2 separate regions of the Mus musculus genome follow, and region 2 is linked to region 1. Evidence: chromatin contacts called from public HiChIP or PLAC-seq data. All regions are on one chromosome and are shown on one strand. Each heading gives the region's core, a stretch centred on a gene start, on an enhancer-like site or on the middle of the called end of the contact. The rest is flanking DNA. Distances are from core to core; before and after follow the strand shown.

Evidence for each region. HiChIP or PLAC-seq counts read pairs in DNA pulled down with a chosen protein or histone mark.
Region 2: an H3K27ac HiChIP or PLAC-seq map of embryonic stem cells shows a contact between it and region 1, with 5 read pairs. The contact joins the promoter of Slc10a1 here to the enhancer-like site in region 1. A contact is called at or near these places in 4 of 484 Hi-C or Micro-C datasets (embryonic stem cells, liver and undifferentiated spermatogonia), 1 of 115 datasets of contacts at active chromatin or transcription factors (embryonic stem cells) and 1 of 9 other capture datasets (adipose tissue).

The regions. Positions count from the first base shown.
Region 1 is chr12:80,892,741-80,897,280 of GRCm38.p6, reverse strand. No RefSeq gene overlaps it. Among named protein-coding and RNA genes, the nearest start is that of Gm23298, 16 kb to the left of the region's middle. Within about 2 kb of position 1,865, at least 32 of the 459 cell types and tissues checked have an H3K27ac peak or open chromatin away from gene starts, as enhancers often do.
Region 2 is chr12:80,966,117-80,970,656 of GRCm38.p6, reverse strand. It overlaps Slc10a1 (solute carrier family 10 (sodium/bile acid cotransporter family), member 1), which reads left to right and starts at 2,578. Exons shown (of 4, transcript NM_011387.2): 1 at 2,578-3,068. The coding sequence starts at 2,713.

The sequences.
Region 1 (4,540 bases), core at 616-3,115:
GCCTGGGCTACAGAGCAAATAACTGCTTCAGAAAACTAGAAATGGGAGCCCCTCCCTCACTTCATTTTCTGAGGCTATTACTTGGAGGTCAAGCAAGGACAGGAACAAGAAAATCACAGGTATTTTCACTTACCAACATAGAGGGATAACTAAGACACAGCACTGTATTTTAGAATGCACATCTAGGTGTGAGTTATCACAGCCAAGCAGATTTAGCAGGACTCTAAGGGATGGTTTCACAGCAAGAAACTCTATTGGAATACAAAACGGGGCTTTACATTAACATATTAAAGAAAACACATTTTAACCATTGCAGAAAAAAAGCATTTGATAATTGAAATACCGTTCATCATTAAGAATTTTCAGAAATCTAGAGACGAAAAGAAACATCCTTCACTCTATAGATGCCCACAGTCAGGCATGCAGGTTGGGTGTCTAAGGACTTTTTGCCCCAGGAGGATTGCCACTTCAGCCAGAGGATGCTATAAGGCAATTATAAACTTGGTTGTGCTAAGGGTCTGGGTGGAGTGTATAGAGATGTGGTTTTATTCTGGACTAATGCTGTCAGCAAGTTAGCAGTTCTGGGACTGGGTATTTTTTATTTTGTAAAGATTTATCTATTTTACTTTATGTGCACGGTGTTTGCCTGTATGAATGCTTGTGCACCACATGTGCACCTGGTGCCCTCAGAGGTCAGAAGAGGGCGTCAGGATTCACTGGAACTGCACTTACAGATGGTTGTGAGTCAGAGCACCAAAGCACTGGCAGGGATTCATGTTTGCTGGACACAGAAGAAGGCATTTGGGAGCGAGTGGAGCTCCCTGGCCTTCTCCAGAGGTGCACCTGCCGGGAGCCTCCAGGTGACCTGGAAGCTCTAGATATGTTAATAACTTTAATCTAGGATGTAGACCTTGGTTTCAAAGTTCTCTGCCTGACCCCTGGTAATTATGGCACCTAGAGGATGCAATAAAGCCTTGTGTGGTAGTCTCCTACTTACTTAGTCTCCAAGGTCCATGCAGCCTGGCCTTCATCTTCCTCTTCATCCCCATCCTGGTTTACCCTTCTGCCCAACTATTCCGCACCCCTTCCTGTGTTCTCTGCCTTTTCTTTGTCCTCACAACCTTCATTACTCTCTCTTGCCCTCCCTGCTGCCTTTCATCCACAGCCAATGAAATACCCACAGTCCCTGGGACCCTGTCAGGCCCAGAAGAGACAAGGGTAGCAGAGGAAGACACAGGTCACAAGATGCACACTTGAGAACCAAGAATGTACAAAGTGGTCCGGTGTGCCTAGCCCTCACCCCGCCCTGGCCTTTAGCCGATGTTGGAGGAATATCTGTTGAAACAACTGTATCTGTGATAGATGGACTATGTTCGAATACCTCCTCAACCCTGGTCCCTGTGAATGTGGCTTTAATTTGAAGTAGGGTCTCTGCAGATGTTAGCAAGCCACAGTGAGAATGTATCAGCTCAGGGGGACCCTGGTATGGCACTTGGAGACCTTACAAGAAGAGCATCGCACTGTGAGAAGATCGGGGAGGAACTGGAGTGGAGCAGGTATGAGAACAGCAAGGCCAAGAATCACCAGAATCTAAAAAGAAGGAAGAACAGATTTTTGAGCCTTCAAGACACATCAGGAACTTTTTCAACACCTTGATTTTGGGCATCTGTCTTTCAGAACCGAGACAATACAATCCTGTAATATTAAATTGTCCCCTGTACTGATGAGTTCTAAGGCCGCTCTAGAAAACTATTTATCTAGGACTCCTAACTCTCGTTTCCATTCTCAGGCTACAGCTGCCTAAAGTTCAGGATAGATCTCGTCCTCTCAGACCTGGAGGAGGCCGTCTCCTTCGCCGACGCTAGAAGGCGCTAGAAGGCTGTGCCAGCGCCACCTCTTGGGCTGGCTAAAGGTTTGGTTTCTGGTGCAGTGCAGTGTGACTTGCTGGGATCCTAAATCCAAGCTGGTGATTGGATACTCGTTTCTGTAAGCTCTTTTCAGAGAAAAGGGTGTTTGTCCTGTCGGGGAGCCGAAAGTGGTTTCTCTCCTTTCAAAACTGCCCTGTCAACCCGGGCTCCCGCTTTACAACTGTACAGCCTCAGCTCTTAAGAGAGACCTATGTTCAGGGACCTATGGCCTCCCAGGCTGGCGAAAGGTTGCCTGCCGTGCAAGGAGGCGGCGGGCCACAAGGCCTGAGGATGCAGAGGATGCAGAAATGCTTTGCCAGGGGAGTTTAGGCAGAACTTAGTATTTTCAAATGCCACCTTGACAGCATCCTTTGGCTGAGTCACAAGCCGAAATCCAGGTGGGAATTCTTAGTCCTTCTGTCCTCTCAGTCTCAGAGAATTTACTCCAGAGTTGTGGATCTTTTTAAAAACATATTCTTTTTACATTTAGTGTGTGTGTGTGTGTGTGTGCATGTGTGTGTGTGTGTCTTGTTTTCATGTACCTCTGTGTACCACGAGCCTGCTTACGCTACAGAGGCCAGAAAAGGGCATCTGGTGTCCTTGGAACTGGAGTTACAGGTAATTGTGAGCCGCCATATGTGTGCTGGGAATTGAACCTGGGTTCTTTGGAAGAGCAGCTTGTACTCTCCCACAAAAAAAATATTTCTTTTAAAAACTATTGTGCACGTGCCCACATGTGTGGAGGTCAGACATCTCACAAAAGTCATTTCTCTTCTTCCACTATGTGGGTTCTGGGGTCAGGTCTAGAGAGTGAGTTCCAGGACAGCCAGGGCCACACAGAGAAACCCTGTCTCAGAAAACAAACATGCAAATAAATAAATAAATAAATAAATAAATAAATGAAATTATACACTTACAGAAAGCTTCCTGCCCCCCTCCAGATATTGTTACACGCTTCTTAAAAGTGAACACGTAGTCTGGAGAGATGGCTCAGCTGTTCAGAGCACTGAGTGCTCTTCCAGGGGTCCTGAGTTCAATTCCCAGCAATCACATGGAGGCTCACAACCATTTGTAATGTGATCTGGCGCCCTCTTCTGGTGTGTCTGAAAACAGCTACAGTGTGTTCATACACATTAAATTTTTTTTTTAAGTGAAGACATTCTTCTGTGTGGTCATGACGCACTCATCGACTCTAGAGCTCACCAGTAGCACACGATCATCCAGCCTGCACACCCTGCTCCGCGTTCTCCTCATCTAGTTCATGCCTGTAAAACCGTCATCCCCTCAAGGACTGAGTGGGCTGACCACCCAGTTCTCAAGCCCCGGCTGTGTGGCTCTCGTTCCCTTCTGGTGTCTTCACGCCCCACAGAGTTTGCGCAGAGCATGTGCTCTCTATTCTCTTGGTAATAACATATCTGGTAATTACCGTGCGTCAGAGATGGCCCAAGGAGGACCCAAGTGTGTGTGTGTTTCCAGGAATATCGTGACTCTCCATCCCAGGAATGTAAATATGTAGTAAGCTTGCATCAGACCTCGTAAAATGCTGGGTTCCATGGGGAGAGACAGAGGAGGTGGGTTCTGCCCCTGTTCCGCCCTCACAAGCAGATTGTCCCTGACCCTCTGAATTCCTTACACCCTCCCTGTACAAAGCCAATCACCTCTATGTCACCTGAAAACAAGCTTTTGTCATCTACTAGGAACGAATGTAGTGAGCCTTTTTCTGAGCCCTGGTCACAGCCTGAGCCCCTCACGCTCTGGCCCTCTGCACGGACCTCAGAATGAATGCTTAGTTCACTGCCAAGCTGTATCTGCTGTTTCCTCTTGCCTTGGAGATGGAATCCTTTTGGCCCTTTCATCCGTGTGTCTTTGTCTCCTCATATAGTCATCCAGGAATCTCGAGCCTGATAGATAGATACATATATCAGGAGATCCAAGTTCAGCTCCCTGCACCCACACCAGGTAGCTCACAACTGCCAATAACTCCAGCTCCAGGATGTCTGTCTGCTGTCTCTAGCCTCTTTGGGCACCTGCACTCAAGTGCACATACCCACACCCAGACCCGTAATTTAAAAAAAAAAAAAAAAAAAAACAATTTTAAAGGGTCCAGATTAGAAGACGGTTCTCCTCCCGTATGGTTCTCCTCCCGTATCACTCCATCAGCCTCCAGCACTGGTCCTCAGAGGAGCTCAGTGCTCCTCGCATTGTAAATACAGGTACATTTGCCTCTAGGAGTTCTCTGTATACAGAAAAACACGCATACTGATACATTCTTGCTCTTTTTTTCTTTTTCTTTACTCACTTTACATCCCAATTGCTGTCCCCTCTACAGGTCCCCCCTCCCAAAGTCCCTTCCCCCAGTACATTCCCCCCCCTCCCTCCCTCTCTCTCTTTTCAATTTTATTCTTTAATCTTTTTTCACAGTCCAGACTTCATCCCCTTCCCGGTCTGTGCCCCAACCGCTCCCCTTCTCATAACCCTCCCCCTCCTCCCACCCTCCCTACACCATCTCCAAGAGAATGTCCCCATGACCCACCCCCACCCACCCCCAGGCCTCCCCACTCCCTGGGGCCTCAAGTCTCTTGAGGGTTAGGTGCAGCTCTCACTGAGGCCAGAACGGGCAGTGCTCTGCTGTA
Region 2 (4,540 bases), core at 1,329-3,828, 73 kb before region 1:
CACTAATATTGTGAGGGCCAGAGATACTGCCCAGCGAGGGGTAGAGTTGCCCTTAGAGTCTTCACACAGTTCTTAGATTAAGAGTGAAGGGAGGGCAGCAAGCAGAGCAGAAGTCCTCAGGACACGTGGTCCTCAAGGTGGTGCCTCAACAAAGGAGCGCCCATCGTGGCTGAGTTCACACAAACCAGTGGGCCACGGTCCATGTGTTCTAAAGCCATTTGTCATTCTTCCTGCATGGCCCTCGGCAACCACTCAAATCATGGTGGCCAGAAAACAGAGAGAATGTCTGCATGAGTTGGCTTTCTCCAAAGAGAGGAAGCAACCTCCTTCAGGATACCACCCCAATGCTCAGAATGGCTAGCTGTGGGCCTCCCTCTCCTCAGGGGCCATTGGACACAGGCCCATGAGGGCAGAGGGAGCAGAAGCAGCAGGGAGCAGGGTTTGTACAGCCGAGAGAATGATGGAAACACTTCTAGGAGTCAGCTTCAGTGAGACAGTTTGTGGTGGTTTGAACATGCTTGGCCCAGGGAGAGGTGCTATTAGGAGGTGTGGCCTTGTTGGAGGAAGTGTGTCATTGTGGGCATGGGCTTTAAGACCCTCATCCTAGCTGCCTGGAAGCCAGTCTTCTCCTAGTGGCCTTCAGATGAAGAGATAGACAGACCTCTCAGCTCCTTCTGCACCATGCCTGCCTAGATGCTGCCATAATGGACTGACCCTCTGAACCTGTAAGCCAGCCCCAATTAAATACTGTCCTTATAAGAGTTGCCTCGGGGGCTGGAGAGATGGCTCAGCGGTTAAGAGCACTGACTGCTCTTCTGAAGGTCCTGAGTTCAAATCCCAGCAATGACATGGTGGCTCACAACCATCCATAATGAGATCTGGCTCCCTCTTCTAGAGTGTCTGAAGACAGCTACAGTGTATTTATAATAAATTAATAAATAAATAAATAAACGTTTTTTTTAAAAAAAAGATTTGCCTCAGTCTGGCTGGAGAGATGGCTCAGTGGTTAAGCATACTGACTGCGCTTCCAGAGGAGGTCAATTCCCAGCAACCACACGGTGGCTCACAACCATCTATAATGGGTTCCGATGCCCTCTTCTGGTGTGTCTGCAGACAGCTATAGTGTACTCATATACATAAAATAAATAAGAAAATCTTTTTTTAAAAAAAGTGTTCTTTGCCTTGGTCATGGTGGGGAAACTACACCTAACAGACCCGCTCAGTCTCATAGTTGAGGTGAGTCGGGGGAGTTCAGCTCAGGATGGCCATACCTGCCTCTCTAATGCTGCTGATGTTGCATGCCTCCCACCTGGTTTCCATCATGAGACCCACAGGCCCAACATGCAAAATAGAGCCATTGGGAGTGCAGTAAGAAAAGGCCACTCATCTGCAATGCCTAAAATTAACCTGCACACCCCACCTGCCCACAAACCTGGTAACTTCCTAGAATGCTATAAGCTGTCATTCTTGAAAAATAACAATGCCTCTTGGGAAAGTGGTTTATAGATTAGTCTTTGTTTGTTTGTTTGTTTGTTTGTTTTTGGTTTTTTGTTTTGTTTTTTTCGAGACAGGGTTTCTCTGTATAGCCCTGGCTATCCTGGAACTCACTCTGTAGACCAGGCTGGCCTCGAACTCAGAAATCTGCCTGCCTCTTCCTCCCAAGTGCTAGGATTAAAGGCGTGTGGCACCACCGCCTGGCATAGATTAGTCTTTAGAAACCCCCGCTACATGTCTGTCTCAGGGCACTTAGCTGAAACATTTCAGGAACTGGTTCTGACCAAAGTCTACCCCTTGGCTGGTATTTAATATTTAATAGAGCTTGCTTTATATATGGCCAAAAAATAGTGGAATTATTTTTTTTACCTGGTGCATCTCAAGCTTGCTACAACCTCACTTCCTTCTCTGAAGTCTCTCAAGTTATGGATACCTCAGGCACCAGCTAGTTACTCTCCACAGCTGGAGTTTCTCGTGAGCTGGGCTTTGGATAATCTCCAGGCTTCCAAGAGCCCAACGTACCCCAGAAAGTTTTTTCCCCTCTGGAGATAAGTAAGTCTTTCAGGGATTCATGGTGCCACCCCCCAACCAACCCCAACCCCCACAGGACACGTATGGTCTAGATATGGGCACAAAGCAAGGTCTCAGAGGAGGACAGTCATGGACACAGCCTCTCCTGAAGACAGCAACACCACATCGCCCCCCCATCCTGTCCCATGGCCCTCTGGCCTTTGCCACTTAGATGAGGAAGGCAAAGGCAGAAACAGTCTCTTTCTCTCGGGAACAAATGGTGACTCACTGAGGATAGGGAAGGCACCTTTTCCCAGGAAACAACCTGAGGTCTCCGAGACTGAGCTAGAAGCAGGAACTAAAGGGAAAGGTGGACATGTTTTGTTGCAGGTCCTGGATGGGTCTCAGAGACGCTATAGTGAAGCATGCTCAGCAGGGTAAAGAATGAACCCTGTGCTGGGTACGAGCTCCACTCGGCAGGCACAGAGGTCAGAAAACTTAAGCAAAGTAGGGGATCCGGGGAGATGAGGTTATGGGCTGTCTTATAACCACAACCGTGGTTCTGCAGGTTGCATAATCTTTTATTTGCCCACAGCTACATTTTGTCCAGAAACTCTGTCCTGAAAGAGGACTGAAGAAAACATCCAGCCAGCACTGGGCAAGGAAGGGCAGGAGCAGAGAGTGAGGTGGTGTTCACTGGGTCGGAGGATGGAGGCGCACAACGTATCAGCCCCCTTCAATTTCTCCCTGCCGCCTGGCTTTGGCCACCGGGCCACAGACACTGCGCTCAGCGTCATTCTGGTAGTTATGTTGCTGCTCATCATGCTCTCGCTTGGCTGCACCATGGAGTTCAGCAAGATCAAGGCTCACTTCTGGAAGCCCAAAGGGGTGATCATCGCCATAGTGGCCCAGTACGGTATCATGCCCCTCAGTGCTTTCCTTCTGGGCAAGGTCTTTCATCTGACCAGCATTGAGGCTCTGGCCATCCTCATCTGCGGCTGCTCTCCTGGGGGGAACCTGTCTAACCTCTTCACCCTGGCCATGAAGGGGGACATGAACCTCAGGTAGGACCGAGGGTTAAGAGGAAAGGGTGTGGGATGGGGTGCTGCCGAGATGTCATGATCTAGAGAAGATCTAGGCTGGAGCCAGGAGCGGGGAGGGACGTAGGAGCTGGATTAAGTTTGGCATTGATTGTCAAAGGTTTATGCTAAATTGGGGCAGCCTCTGGAATCTCTTTGGTTTAAATCCCAGGGGGAAAAAAAAAACATTAAGCTGGTCCAGAGGTATGTTAGACACCCCTGAACTCCCAGAAGTCTCTACAGGATCACTGTAAAGGAGAATAGATTTCGATGAAAGAGTTCCTCAGAACCACAGTCATCTGACTGGCAGGGTGTCAGCTCTGAGGCTGAAAATCTAGCAAGGGTATAATGGGTCCAGAACATTCCAGGAAGGCCAAGGTGACTTGGAACCAAACGAGCATCTTAAATTTCCTGCAGAGAAGAGACTCCAAAGGCTCTTCTCCAGTATCTGGGCATCCAAGGTATCTGCTAAGACCCTTTACCGAGTTGTCAGATGTGGTGAGATTGCCAACCAAAGAAACTTTATGTAGAATTGAGGCCCCAGCGATTGCCCAGGTTAGGCTGGGCTCCACTCAGTCTAACAAGAAGGGAGAAGGCTAAGACCAGCCTGAGCAGCCAGGTGGTGGTGGTGCATGCCTTTAATCCCAGCACTTGGGAGGCAGAGGCAGGTGGATTTCTGAGTTGAGGCCAGCCTGGTCTACAAAGTGAGTTCCAGGACAGTCAGGACTATACAGTAAAACCCTGTCTCAAAAAACCAAAAAAAAAAAAAAAAAAGACCAGCCTGAGCCTAGAGCATCCTGATCAGGTAGCACTCGTGAAGCGCCAGACTCCTTGGGCTTGGTGGAATATCTGTCCTTCACACAGCTGTGACTGTGGCAGTGAATGTCAAGGAGAGGGGCCCCTCTCAGCCTGCTCGGGCAGTGCACAGCATGGGTGAACTCACTCCAGACACAAAGCCAGTCTCCTCTAGGCCTGATTCTCAGTGGAGTTGTTCAGTGTCAAGTAGAGAAGGGACCGCAAAGGGAGCATACCTTGCCTGTGCCTAAACTTTACAAAGAAAACTTACCTAGAAGCCTCTCCTGGTGAGGCAAAACAGCAGGAGGGCAACTGGAAGGAGGGGCAAGGCATTAGTCATGCTGTCCTGTAAGCAAGGTTGGTCGCACCTTATACGTCCCAAGATGTTAAACCTCAGCTCTGGTGCAGGACTATGTAGTCACATTAGTCAGAAAGGGGGCACGGTGGGGAATCTGGGGATCTGTGGAAGCAGCCGATGGAACTGTGTGACCCAGTCTCTTCCTCCTAAGCAAACTTATCGTTCTCATACACATTAACCATGCCCCGATCCACCTGGCTGAGCGGGAATAATTATCATGTCCAGACAGACTTTGAATCCCTGTTGTCCTGAAAAGTGACTACATGCATTATTACAGCAATGACAGCAAAGCTAAGGACCTTCA